Regions from separate parts of the Mus musculus genome. Here region 2 is linked to region 1. Evidence: chromatin contacts called from public Hi-C data. All regions are on one chromosome and are shown on one strand. The core of a region is the stretch at or near the end of the contact, and the rest is flanking DNA. Distances in the headings are between cores, read along the strand shown. Region 1 has its middle 110 kb from the start of Gm12707. Region 2 overlaps Fggy (FGGY carbohydrate kinase domain containing).

Region 1 (6,871 bases), core at 2,342-4,841:
TCCACCCATTCCCGCTTCCTGGCCCTGGCATTCCCCTGTACTGGGGCATATAATCTTTGTAAGACCAAAGGCCTCTCCTCCCAATGACGGCCAATTAGGCCATCTTCTGCTCCATATGTAACTAGAGACATGAGCTCAGGAGGTACTGGTTAGTTCATATTGCTGTTCCTCCTATAGGATTTCAGACACCCCTTCAGCTCCTTGGGTACTTTCTCTAGTTCCTCCATTGGGAGTCCTGTGTTCCATCCAATAGATGACTGTGAACATCCTCTTCTGTATTTGCCAGGCACTGGCCTAGCCTCACAAGAGACAGCTATATCAGGGTCATATCAGCAGACGCTTGCTGGCATATGCAATAGTGTCTGCGTTTGGTGGTTGATTATGGTATAGATCCCTGGATGGGGCAGTCTCTGTATGGTGTAGGTATTGGCACCTTCATTTCACAGGTAGGAAAACAGAGGCTGAGTAGTTCTAAAAGTTTGTCTATTGACAACACTATCTAATTCTAAAGCTCAGTTCTCTTTATTGCAAAGCAAGTGTGAAAACTCAGCCCTCTACTTCAAAGGAACGTGCATGATAAATTCCCAGGTGAGCTGTGGTTATTCAAAAGAGGAGGACATCAAGAAAGCTGCATAAAGTTGCTGAATTGGGGAAGCCTCTGAAAAGTGGAAAGGATTTCAGGGTGAAGAGGTGGCATTTGTAGAAAATCTTGGAGCATGTTGTTAGTTTGCCTGGCCAAGGGCATCTTCAAGAGAATTAAGAGAAATAAACGGGCATACTATGAGAGCAACCTAAATGTTTGCCCAGGGGAGTTTGGACAAGGGTACTCTAGTGAGCAGAGGCTAATGACAGCCATGAGCTTCCAGAGAGAGAACATCACTACTGCCATGCTGCTCTGTCATGTTCAGCTCACTGCTCCTGCCTCATACCTCATTTCAAATTGCCATAGCCAATATCTAGGCAAGTTGGAGAATGACAGCTTGACTTTGGGTACAGATGAGACCTGCTAGTATTTACTAGTTTTCCTTGCCAAGGACTATGCAGAAGAAATCAACTGTGTCTACTGGTAAAGCCATGGCCAGCAAACACTTGTTCAACCCTAACTATGGAGGTCTTCACTGGGTATTTGGGAGGTGGAAAAATACTGAATGTGGTGTTTAATCTTAAGACCTTTACATGTTAACCAACCATGCAGGGGCAATAGGCATTCTTTAGTCCAGGCACCCATGCTCCCCTGGGAACCTTTGCCTTCAACTGCTGTTCATATATATCTCATGCCGATGCCCACTATCACAGAAAACTTGCTCTGTGAATCCACACTCATCATTTCTTTGACTGAGTAATATTCACATGGTGCTAGCCTCTCCCCAGCAGGGAAGGGGTCTTGCTGATTCTTTATTAGCTGAAAACATGTTTGTTGAATGGTCAAGTTCTCAACCTCACCTATCTGTATCTATTCGTGGCTTTCTGGGTTATTATCCTTGTTTCTAGTTAGGGAGGACCATATAGGTAAACTCATTGTATTAATGTTCTATAGCTGTGAAGAGATATAACAACTGTTAAAAAGGAAAATACATAATTGGGGCTGGCTTACGGTTCAGAGGTTCAGTCCATTGTCACCATTGCTGGAAGCACAGTGGTACACACACAGACATGGGGCTGGGGAGGTAGCTGAGAGTTCTACATCTGGATCCACAGACAGCAGAAAGCCACTGGGCTTGGCTTGAACATTTGGAACCCCTTAACACCCCTGAAGTGGTGACACAATTTCTCCAACAAAGCCATACCTACTCTAACAAAACTATACCTCCTAATAGTGCAACTGTCTAGTGACAGAGTTCAAATCTATGAGCCTATTAGGGCCATCCTTGTTCAAACCACCACATTCGCATAGTTTAGATTTGTCAAACTTGGCTCTAACCCATGCCGGCATGGCTTTTACTGACTCGCAGTTCTGGGCTTTGGTTTCTCTAGTAGTAAAATGATATCAATCTCTGTTTCATGAGGCTACTAGGCTGTTTAAATGAGTTAATGAATGTGAGACAGAATCTGATGCAAAATTTAGCAGTCATTATCATTGCAAATATATTGGTTATTATCTCCTGTGGGTAAATTGCAGAAAGATCTTAGATAAAAGAGACTTTAAATAGTTGCAGAAAGTATGAAGTGTGGCCTCCAGCTGTGACAAGATTCTCAAGTTTTGCTTCCTTTACTAATTTCACTAAGTTCCCATTGATTCCCATGAAACAGTACGTTCTGGGGCCTTCAGCTCTCTGTCTCCTCCTGGGAAGATGTATTTGTTATAAGGGGAATGAATACTCAGCAATCTTTTGTTGTCAGTAGAAGCAGAAAGAAGACAAACAAACATGTCCCAGAGGACTCTAGGATCATCTTCATCCCTCAGAGAAAGAAATCTGAAAACCTAAGGTTCTAACTGCCACCATCCCACCAACTGGCCCGGTGGTTGGAAGCAAGTCATAGTGTATCTATCCCCTGCCCCCATGGCCCGTGGGTTTTGATAGCCATTCAATAGGTGTATCATACGTAATTCCTTTGGCTTCCATTGGAATCTTTTTCTTTCACCCAGGACTGGTCCAGGTGGGACTGGCATCTGGGTGGAGGCTGGGTACGTGCCCTGACAGCCCTCCACGATCTTTGAGCCAAGCAAAAACTGCCTGCTGCCAGGGTGAGATTGTTCCTGGGATTTGGCAACACCCAGCCAGCATGTCCTATCAAGGCTGAACTAAAAATAGGTCTTATGCATGGAGCCTAGAAAAAACCAGCAGCCCTGTACACAGAGGTTGGCTAATCAGATCAAACCAAGCTGCCACCACAGCTCTGGGTACCACCACCACTACAGTGTCACCTCCATCTGCCAGGGGTAGAACAACTGAGCTAACTTTCTCATGGTTTACCTGATTTCCCAATCTCTAATTCCTGTCCTGCAACCATCCCCTGCTCCCTCTCTCTGAATAAACTGATTTTTGGCGAGGTACTGAATATAGGCATGGTACACTAGGCTCACACCCCGGATCTATTATTTTTCTAGATGTTTAGTCAAAAAAAAAAAAAAAGTGACCAACCACATGGTTCCCAATTGCTTTAGCAATACAGTGCTATTAATTATCTGAACTTCTACTTCTCATGCTCCACGATTATTAAACGCAGCACATGGTGCAGCAATAATTCTAGAAATTTGTCATGTATCATATCACATGGGTGGATAGAGCTTGCTGAAGCAGAGTGCCTGGGCCCTCCCTGTGCTTCTGACTAGGTGGGTCTGGAGAACATGGCTTTCAAAGTTAGGTCCAGGATTGTTGCTGATGGTGATCTGGGGACCACATGGTGAGGACTTGGAAAGATGGTAAGAGTATGACTTTCAGGATCAGAGAGAAAAGGTACATACTATTCTTGGCCCTGTTCCTTCTGTCAGAAGATTTTAAGCAAATTATTTTCTCAACCATATCTAAAAAACAGGGGACTAATAATTCCAATTTTATGGTGTTGATGGGAGGATTAAGTGAGTTTATTCATGTAAAAGTGCTTAAAACAGCCTCTGGCAACAACAAGCCCTGAATAAACATTAGCTTTTATTTGTATCACAGAGTCTGCACAGAACATGAACTCCGTGCCTGTTCTTTTCTCTCTCTACACAGTTGCTGTCAGCTCCACTTAAGTTTCTTTCTTTATACCACCCATGCTCTGCCCAGGGTCTTTGTGAACAGGGACCACAGGACGAGCACAAATGCAATGTTTAAATAGGAAGAGTCGCAGAAGACCTTGACACAGGCATCATGAGTCTCCAGTGGTTGGAGAGCAGAATGAAAATGAAACCCAGGTTCCCTGTCTGCCCAGCCAATTTCCATAACATCAAGATCAGTCCCCAGAGGCAGACTGGCTGTTCCCAATAGTGCTTAGGGAACAACATGCCCCCGCCTTGCCCCTAGGCCACTGCCAGCATTTGGATTGTTTCCTCTTTGGTTGTTTATGACTGGAGACAGCACAGCTGTAAACATCCAACCGCTGAGCAGAGATGGCCATTTTATTTTGAATTATTTTTTTTTCCCCTGAGCTTGCATCCTCCAAGTTGAATTACTAGGTCAAAAAGTACAGACAGTATTAGCTCAAAGAAAACTAGACTCCTCGAGCCTTCCAGCAGGGAGGGACTTCCCATTTTCCCAGAGGGCTTATGAGGGCTGGAGATGCCGGTGTTTGAAATAAATCTGGAGCGGCAGACCAGCCCTGGGCCGAATCTTCAGGTCAGCAGTTGATACAACTGTGGCTGGCAGGAAGTTGCACCAGCTAGGACTGAGATGTTGATCAAACAGTGGTACCTTCTCTAAGAAATGGAATTTGGATTCGTGCTTCTCTCAGATCATTGTGCGTAAGGACCTTATAAATATGTATCTCTGATGTACAGGGCCTAGAGTACAGCCCAAGCTTCTATGTTTCTAGTAAGTTCTGGCTGAGGTTGATTCTCCTGATAAAGAGACTGTATTTTCAGGAAGCAAGGATTAAGATGACCCTGTCTTTGTCCACATGATTCTTTTGCCTGACACATTATTCTCAACATTCTTTTGTCTTCACCTCCAAATATTTCCCTCGACAGACAGGGTTAGGCATCCCAGCACCCATGACTATCACAGCTCTTCCTCCTGTATTCTTCCCTGCATCTGGGTAGGGAAATACAGCAAAGCAGCACACCTGGCTGCAAGATCATTACTCTCCAGTTGGCTCTCATGAATCGCCTTCGCCTCCCCAAAGCCTGCAGTTGGTGACCCTCCTCTGATCCTTGACAGCTTTTTCTAGGCCCCCCAAAATGCCGGCCCTGAACCAAGAATGAACTCAGATAAGTGAATAAGCTCCAGGAAGCTTAGCGTCCCTCACAGGGTGGCTCTAATAAATTCCAGAAAACAAAAAGCAGGTGTTGGCCATCTTTCTTCTGCCCAAAGAGTTATTTACACAACTTTCCAAAGCAATCGGCTCCATCGTTTGACATGCCTATTACACGGTTCTCTTTGGGGAGAGGTCTGGAGTTAGTTAGCTCAGTGGATTAGAGAGCAAGTCCCTCAAGGCCAAGGGCAATGGAAGCCTTTTCCTTCTCTCCACTCCCCTATTCATGGTGCCTGTGTCCTGCCAGGTCCTTATATTAGAGAATGAGCCCAGACAATGTTCCCCACTCCTCTATCCAGAATAGAAGACAGTCAAAGCTCAGATGGAAGATGAGCTTGAGCATCACACACCTGAGGTACAACACAGACATCAGAGATCATTTCCAGCTGCATCATCATTTATGTTGAAATAACTTCAAACGTACAGAAAGTCTCGAAAACAGCATAGGAACCTCCTGTGTAACTTCTGCCCAGATTTACCAATTTATAACAGTTTGCAAATTGTCCAGGTTATTCTCCCCTCACCCCTTTGTTTCAGTCTCTTTGATAGAAGATAACAAAAATCTCACTGGAATAAAAACCATGGAATTAAAAAGTGTTATTCAAAAGTCACAAAACTAAAATTAAAGAAATAAAAGAACAATTTTAAAGAAAATTTAGTTGGTAACATTTCTACTTTAAAAGCTATTAAAATTTAAAGTTGGACCAAGAGTTTTGAGATATTACATGACAGCAATATATCAGAGTGTTTTCTGGAACCATTTGAGAATAGCTTGTAGGTATAAAATTCCCTTTAGGATGCAGTGAATATGTTAATACGCTCATCTAAGAACAAGGATGTTCTCTTATGTAACCCCTGTGAAGTCTCAGGTAACCTGACAATGATAGAATATTTTATTTAATATGTGGTCTGCATTATATATTTTTCATGTGTATCAATAACATTTTAATAAACCATATTTTCTTCTAGTACCTGAAGAACCCGTGTACATCTGTTTCTGTTTGCATTCACCTTTATGGTTTTCCTTCTAGAGTTAATTTAATTTATTTTTAATTTTTATTGTCCGGCAGTTTCATATACTTATATAAAGAATTTTAGACTTTCCTGTTGCTTCTCTGCTCTCTCTCTCTCTTTCTCTCTCTCCCTTGCTACAAGCTGGAAGCCCACTCCTACTTTCCTGTCTGTTAGAGTGTGTCCCACTTGAGTTTAATCAGTTTCTTGCCTGATCATGATCGGAGGTTAGTATGCAAGACATTATTACTGTAACCACTAGGGGAGGGTGGGGGCGGGGGGGGGGGGGGGGGAAGAGGCATCCCTTCCCTAGGAAGCATTTAACTATCAGTAGACCCTCAGGGAGGGACGGGACCTCATGGTGCTCCTCCTAGTGAAGGATGTTTTTTGTTTGTTTGGTTTGGTTTTTTTTGTTGTTTTGGTTTTTTTTTGTTTTTGTTTTTTTGAGACAGGGTATCTCTGTGTAGCCCTGGCTGTCCTGGAACTCACTCTGTAGACCAGGCTGGCCTCGAACTCAGAAATCTGCCTGCCTCTGCCTCCCGAGTGCTGGGATTAAAGGCGTGCGCCACCATGCCTGGCTCCTAGTGAAGGATGGATTGCTTATGCACCCGATGTCATGCAGCTCTTCCAGATAACCACACTACAGTGAATTCCAAAGTGCAGTGGCTAGATCATGTTCAGAAGATGTGCCTTGCTACATCTCTCCCCATCCTCTGTCTCTTGTACCTTTCTACTTTCTTCTACAGACTAATTTTATTTTTTGAACAGGAAGATTAATATGTTTCCAAGGTTAAACTACAAAGCAACAACAAAAACAAAAACAAAAAACAAAAAACAAACAATCATACTCAGAGAAACATCCTCTCTCCTTCTTTCTACTCCAAGGACAGCCCATAATAGGTAGCCCATTTTATTTCCTATTATTATTCCTAGATTATTTTTAAATTTAAAACAAGGAAGCAGATAG
Region 2 (7,465 bases), core at 1,656-4,155, 350 kb before region 1:
CCAGTGATCCACTCTCATTTCTAACTCAGGACAATGACACACATCAAGAGCAATGTACATACCTAGAAAATGGCAGAAGGCATGCTGGCACAAAGACTCTTCCTATGGCAGCAAGAGACTACATATACCAGATTCTTGCAGAATACAGCTCTCAAGTCCTCCCAGCTGGACAAGCTGGTTCAAAGAAATCTAATTAGCAACTAGTTACTGCAGTAGGTCAGTGAGCTGAAGAGCAGTATGAACATCTTGTATTTCAACAACATAATTATTCAAGTCCATGAGCTGTTGGTAACTGTTCTTGGAACATTTCTGTTCGTATAACTTTCCGTCCTAATAACAAATCAATGAAATGCAAATTGTTTTAGAAAGCAATATATGTAGGTCCTATAACTTAGGGTTGAAGTATTAGAGTTTATTATTTCATAGAATAGAAACAAAACTACAAAAGAATTTCAAAATTTATTCATCTACCCAGGAAGGGAAGAGAGGGGTTACATTTGAGGATCAGATCAGGGTCAGGATTCAAAGGTCTGACTCCAAAGGCTGAAATTTTCCTAAATTACCATCGAATTTAGGAACTCGGGTAAGGTAAAGACTGCAAGGAATCGGAAAGCAAAGCCCCACTGATAGGCTGTATATAGGAACAAAATCCTAAGGTCCACAATATTCTAACATACGAAGAACATCTACCATCTCCTTTCCTAGATCGACCCTTACAGACCAGGAATACAAAGAAGGAAGTGCATATCTCATGGTTCAGCCGTCACAGAAGCAATGTCTAGACTCACAACATGGCTCCTGACTCACTAGGCTTCCTCTGCTTTCTATACCTCCTACTATAGAATGTCACTCTTTTCCCTCTGCAGCATGCAGAAGGAAGCCAGGCCCGTAAGTCACATGGAGTCTAGAATAGCTGGCAAAATTCAATAGCTTCCAGAGGTATGGGAGTCAGTTCTGAACTATTCAGAGCATAGCTGTAGTCTTTTAGCTTGAAATCATCAGCTCTGACACCCACAACGACCTAATTCTCTAGATAATTGTTGATGACCTATTTTGTTCTCACCTAGCCTAAGGCTACCTCCTAAAAATCCTTCCCTAGGTAGATCGTAATTAATCCCTCTTTCCTCTAGAACCCCACAGTATGGTGTCTGGAATTACATCATTCTGCTCTTTATAAGAAAGACCTTGCACCTTCCTCTTCTAATTTCAATGATAACAGCACTGAGGGCTCAGCTCTTTCAACTGCATTGTCAGAGGCAGGCAGGTTAGCATAGCTTGTGGAGTTCAGGTTAGGTAATACATAATCTTGGATGCAGTCCATGGCCTTCCTACTCTCAGGGCTATGACCTTGGGCAAGTGATTTCTTTCCATTGCAAACTTCCTTGCTTATAAGAATTCTAAAATAATGCTATTTCCCTCCTAGAGTGGTAACGATAATTCATCAAGATAATGCCTAAGAAGCACAATTGCTGGCATCCCACATACAACAAAAGACCAGCAGGTAGTAGACACTATTACAGTTATCACAACTATCAGTGCCCGATATGTTGGATGCTGCCTAGCACAAAGAGGTCACAGAGTTCACTCTGGCTGAGCTAAAAACCTTGAGGGGTCTGTGATGTTAGTGTGTGATGAGATGTAGGTGTTTGAGGTCATGGGAGTTAGCTGCAGAAACCATGAAAGGTGTTAAAATATTCACAATAATGGAATTTAGTTTGCCAGAGTGGAAAAAATGTCTCCCTGTGGTCATGTGTGAGAGCCAAAGTTATGTTTTAAGCTTTAGTTACTGTGCCTAAGAGATTCATAAAACAAAAACGGCTCTAATCTGTAAACCCCTTGCCTCAGGACAGATACTTCCTGAAATGCTAGAGACCACTGTTTATGTTTTCATTTGTTAAACAAGTCTGACCCAGGTGCACTGGATGTGCTTGGTCACATGTAGATGAAAGATACCTAAGCAGGAAATACATCAGGATGTATGCTTGCCCCTGATTGGATGTAGGCAGGAGGTATGTAGGCAGAAAGTATGTCAGGATACATACCTTTGATTGGACCTGATGGGAAATATGAAGCTTTATGGGTCTGCCTTTATAAGCCAGCGCAAAATGTGACTTCTTGCTATTTTCTGGAAACCTTGGAAAGGTCCTGGCCAGAGTCTATCATCTTGGCCAGTTTTTAATTAAAGCTTGCTTCAAATTTGGCTCAAAATTTGTGGAATTGGTCTTTCTCACATGATTCTCAAGTTCAACACATGTTTCCATGCTAAATCTTCAGAATGAAATGTTTTAAGAATAAGTGTAGAAAGCATTCTCTTTGGAGCTATTTTAAGCACTAAATGCTGGTTTCAAAAGGAACATCAACAAAACCCTGGACTGTCAGATGACTATGACTTTCTAGAGCTTTGTAAGAAACGGCAGCCCTACAGAGTATCCCGACATCTAAGAAAAGGCAGATTCAGGAAAGAGTGGCTTTAGCTGCCATTCTGCTCCAGGTACTATGTGGGGTTTCATATTTGTTGTTTCACAGTTCTATGAAAACTACATTAAAAAAAATCAACGACAACTAATACAGACCTATGTTTCTCAGTTTTAAACTTATGTGCAAATGACTTGTTTTTCCAAACCTGCAATTCACTATTGAACAGAATATCTGTTCACTAGAAAGACAGGATTTTCAAAATAAAGGATAGTCTTTGACTCACTGTGCTTCTTTGTGTGATCCCATTTACTGATGCAGCATAGCCCAAGGAACACTTTGTCAGAGCCAGTGTGGGTGAGCAGTCTAGACTCCTGTTTGTACACTGCTGGATCACAGAAGATAACAGCCTCCTAACAATGGCTGCCTCTATGGGATGTCAAACAGCAACTCTCACAGGAAAGGGCCAGTCAGCAGGGCTGGTGGTAACCGCACAAGGCCAAACATCTGGTGATTTCAAGACATCTGGGGTTTTTCTATCATGTAGACCAAACACGATTCAGGTAATTGACCAAATTTTTCACTTTCCAACCAGATGTCTTACTTTCATAAAGAGGAAGCCAGTCTTGTACTTTCATGTGCAAATAGGCTAGACTAAATTCACCCCCAGAGGGCAGGATTAATTGCTTATACTCAATGAATACTAAATTACATATTATTTCTTTTTCCCCCAACTGTTTTACCCTTGAAAAGGCTTTCTGCTATTGTTTTGAAAAGTGTATATTTCATCTTAGAAGTGCTCTTTTTAAAGCCCTACTCCTCACATTTTTGACAGGGAGCCAGAGTGCTATTAGGAAGAGTGTGATTTCAGCAGTCAGTTTGATCTGGCTTTGGTTGCATGCCTCGACTTTCAGAGCCTCAAGCCCTCTAAACTCAGATTCTTTGTAGATAAACATCATAAAATCCATCTATAAAGACCATTATCAAGATGCAAGCACACTGTCCCTACAGTGCTTGGATGCTTCTTGTGTCTGGTACTGAGATTACAGAGACCAAAGTGCCTATGCATCCCACAGGTTCTCTATCAAGAATGCAGATAGGACTGAAGAGAGGGTGGTGAGTGTGTGTGTGTGTGTGTGTGTGTGTGTGTGTGTGTGTGTGTGTGTGTTTCCTAGTATTCTTACAGATTTTACAAAGAAATGTCCAGTTTGTAAGGGGAGGGGGTGTATCTGAAACATTTCCTTTTCCTTAACCCTTATATGGAACGTATGCTGGAATTTTCCCTTGTCAAGTTTGTTTCAAGAATTCATGTGGTTATGAATTTCCACATTTCTATTTTCTATGCCGTTGTCCTGACAACCAACCATTTTACTGGACAGATGATGAAAAGAACACAACAAGGTGTCTTTCTTCAGTCAAGTCTAGTTGGCAAAACCCAACAGCAAGGAAAGAATGTTTGAAAGATGACAGGGTTTAGGTGTGATCTCCTTAAATAGAGGACAGATGTATGGATAAGTCTAGGGGACTCAGAGCACATGGGCACAAAGAGAAGCTGCTGTTACAGAACTTACTTGAATGTAACAGCTACCATGTTTCAAAAGCCAGGCTGTAAATAAACATTGAACCTAAAGCCAAGAGCAATGGGTTTTTCTTTCTGTTTGTTTGATGTATACTAGATTTCATCAGAATTCAGAAATATCTCAACTATATGAAGAAAGAAACTATGAATATAGCTTTTTAACTTTTCCTCCAGCAATGAGAATTCTTTTGCCATGAAATGAAAGGTTCTGGAGCCCAACAGCAATTCTGCTCTGCCTCAAGTAAAGAAGGAAATGCCCAAAGGCTGATTGATGTAGGCATTGTTCTTACACTCCAAGGATGCAGATTCATGGACTAAGATTCAGAGGTTTGATTCTAGAACCTGACCTGTGCCATCAGACCATCTACCTGGAGATTAAAGAAGGGATGACGCTTTGGGTTAAGGAGTATTCTCCCTCCAATACAGAGGGAGAGCTGGCCAAGTTGTCATTTAATCAAAATATTGGAGTCAAATCTGTGAATTCATGCAATTGTAATAGAAGATTCCAGAGTCATGCTGTGACTTTACAGCACTTAAACTCTACAGCTCTCGATTACCTGGGGTGGGGGTAGCATACACATTTTGGGGAAAATGGTCAACTGATAAAAAATGCAAAGTTCAAACTTTATAAATCTAATTTCTATGTTTTAAAAGTCTTATTCTTTGGACAGAGGATCTAGAAAAGTGAACAGATTTTAGTCAAAATGATAATTAGCTCAAAGCCCCAAAAAGAGTCCCTAGTCACCATGTCCAATTACCTAGGACACAAGAAGGGGCCCCCAGAGGAAGCTCTGAGCACAGCAAGAACCAGCTCTCCACTCCTACAGGAGTTAGTGTTCCGAAAGGCTAGAGAGAAGAAGACAAAGACAGAGAGAGGGCAGGAAAAGGGAGGAGAAGGGAGCTAAGTGTCACCTTTTGGGGTTGTTTCCAGAGATGGCATTTGGGTTACACATCCTCTGGGAGGTACTCAAAGTGGGACACCCATAGTAGTAGCCCACCAAGCCCTAGCATAAACAACAGAGCTGACTTTTAAAAGATAAATATGGAGAACATGAATTTGAAGGTAGTTAAGACTTAATTATAGGAACTACAAACACAAAGAGTAAAAAAAAAAAAAAAAAAAAAAAAAAATGCTGTCTCTTTACATTTCCCCTTCCCAGAGATAAATAGTAATGAAATTTGAGAAAGTATCACATGAGACTCCTCCACAATATTAAGATATGCCTTATTCAATTCCTTGTAGCAGAGTTAGTATGTTTATACAACCGTAAAGTCTGTGTTTTAAGCTCAACAGATGTCTTTCCTCATCAATGAGTATCATATTTTCTATTAGAGAATATATCATGATGTTATGGAGATGACTTGGTCAGAAAAGTGATTGCTGGGCAATCAGAAAGACTTGAGTTTGATCACTAACATCCAGATTTAAAAAAAAAAATAACCAACAAGGAGTAAAAGTGCACACATCTGTAATCTCAGCACTTCTTAACAGAGAACAGGAGAGCCTTGGGGCTTCTTGCCAGCCAGTCCAGCTGACTGGTGAGCTCCAGGTTCAGTTCAGCCAGAGACCCTGTCTCAAAAGCTAAGCTAGAGATTAAGAAGACATTGCTGGAGACCCCTGTTTTATACATGCATATGTGCATCCATATGTGCTTACATACCATATAAAAACATACATACAACACACACACACACATATGCACCTACACACAGAGGGGAAAATATACCACACTTTAAGATATGTCATATTATTTAACCATGTCTTAGAATTGAATATTTAACCCTTCTTTTTCTGTTTCAAAGCAATCCGGACTTAGCTTTATTTCAAAGTATACTGTAGGGGGACGGGGCTAATCTGACCATAAAAAAAAAAAAAAAAAAACAAAAAAACCTGTAATTTAGATCTTCAGTGACCTTCAAAGACTCATATACTTAGTCACCAGTCTCTGATGCTGTCAGAAAGTGGTGTAATATTTCTGAGTTGTTGCCCAATAGAAGGAAGTTAAGCTATCTAGGTATGGATATAAAGGTAATGGCCTCTTCCCCTCTCCCTTGGCATCCTAAATTAGCAGCTGTGTTACACCACACACTCCATACCCCAAAGCTTTATGTTGACATTTGGCGCAAAGCTATAGTAGTCAAGCAACCATGGACTGTCCTCTCTGAAACTGTGAGCCACATGAAATCTTTCTTCTTTTGGTTTATCTTAGGTGTGTTTTCTGTGGAACAGAAAGCTGACCCACACAGAGAGGAATAAACAAGGCTAAGAGATAAGGGGAGAGAGTTGTATGAGTGGCTAGTGAGAATTATTTATACTACTCAGCCTCCTGATTCAGGGAGGAATTGAGAAAGTTTTGGCCACACAATGTCTAGAAATTTGATCAAACAATATTTTGAGTATTTCTGTGAGAGACTTTTGGGGTGAGTCTTATGCTCACACCTGAGTAACATTCCTCAGCATTTTGCACACCTCTGGACTTGAACCACTGCTCTTCCTGTGCCTCACTTGAGTGTGCTGACCCTATATTGAAACTATAACATGGGCTCTCTTGTTCCTCAGAACTTTCGATGTGGGCCCTAAACCAGAAACTCTAGGGATTCCCTAGTTTCCAGAACTGGGTGAGATCATTTCTTATAATGAGTCCCCTTCTTTCTTGACACACTCTCACTCACCCTTGCCTCCGCCACACAGACCCTCCCCCTATGCCTCTTAGGGTGCTGTGATTAGCACAGAAATTGCAGGAAAGGCTGTGAGCTGGTTCAGATCAGGAATAGGCTAAGTTTAGCATGCAGGTTATGGACAGAATCTTACCGTTTGGCTCATCCACATTTTGTTCTCTTGATTTGTGACAACAATAAGTTTAATGAATCACTTGTAACATAGTGACTGGGAATTTGGATGGTCTGTATCTGACCTCCTCAGTGTAAAGAGGAACCTCACGGAGCCTTTCATAAGTTAGATGGGGGATCTGGCACCTTTTTCTGGCTTCCTCGGGTACCCGGCATGCATGTGGTGCACTGATATACATGCAGGTAAACCACTTATCCACATAAAATAAATAATTTAAAAAATGAAGAATGAAGCCTTTAGATCTGATCGGGCGAGAAGAAAGGGAGAAGATAAATGAAGTACAGGCTATGAGTACCTAAAAGGCAGCCATTAGAAGCTCAGTTCTTCAGATGGAGAACGTGTTTGGTAAATAGGAAAACCAGGAACTGACGCCAGCTGGTTGAGCCCACATCCTATTCCAACCTATCTATCTTCCTATTGTCTTAACAAGAACAACAACAAAAATATTTGGGAACAATCAAAACAAATTTCATGGGCAAAGGGGGAAGAAGAAAGGGGGCAGAAATGAGGAAGGGCAGAAGGAGAGGGAAGGGGTGGCATTAACCCTTTCCCAGAGCTCCTGTCTTCTCATTATTTTAGCACCTCGTTTCTCATCTGCTCTAGTAGACCAGCGAGATAAC

What was found. A called contact is a pair of places that touch in the nucleus more often than the background predicts.
Region 2: a contact with region 1 is called in a Hi-C map of uterus, with 5 times the contacts expected there. The contact joins two enhancer-like sites. A contact is called at or near these places in 1 of 15 datasets of contacts at CTCF or cohesin (the NIH/3T3 cell line), 7 of 484 Hi-C or Micro-C datasets (epidermal suprabasal cells, liver and uterus), 4 of 115 datasets of contacts at active chromatin or transcription factors (CD8 T cells, embryonic stem cells, heart atrium and 1 more) and 1 of 9 other capture datasets (embryonic stem cells).

Annotation. Positions count from the first base shown.
Region 1 is chr4:95,374,706-95,381,576 of GRCm38.p6, reverse strand. No RefSeq gene overlaps it. Among named protein-coding and RNA genes, the nearest start is that of Gm12707, 110 kb to the left of the region's middle. Within about 2 kb of position 3,591, at least 55 of the 459 cell types and tissues checked have an H3K27ac peak or open chromatin away from gene starts, as enhancers often do. A contact at or near this core is called in uterus, where this site is marked.
Region 2 is chr4:95,725,126-95,732,590 of GRCm38.p6, reverse strand. All of the region lies in intron 6 of Fggy (FGGY carbohydrate kinase domain containing), which reads right to left. Among named protein-coding and RNA genes, the nearest start is that of Fggy, 170 kb to the right of the region's middle. Within about 2 kb of position 2,905, at least 25 of the 459 cell types and tissues checked have an H3K27ac peak or open chromatin away from gene starts, as enhancers often do. A contact at or near this core is called in uterus, where this site is marked.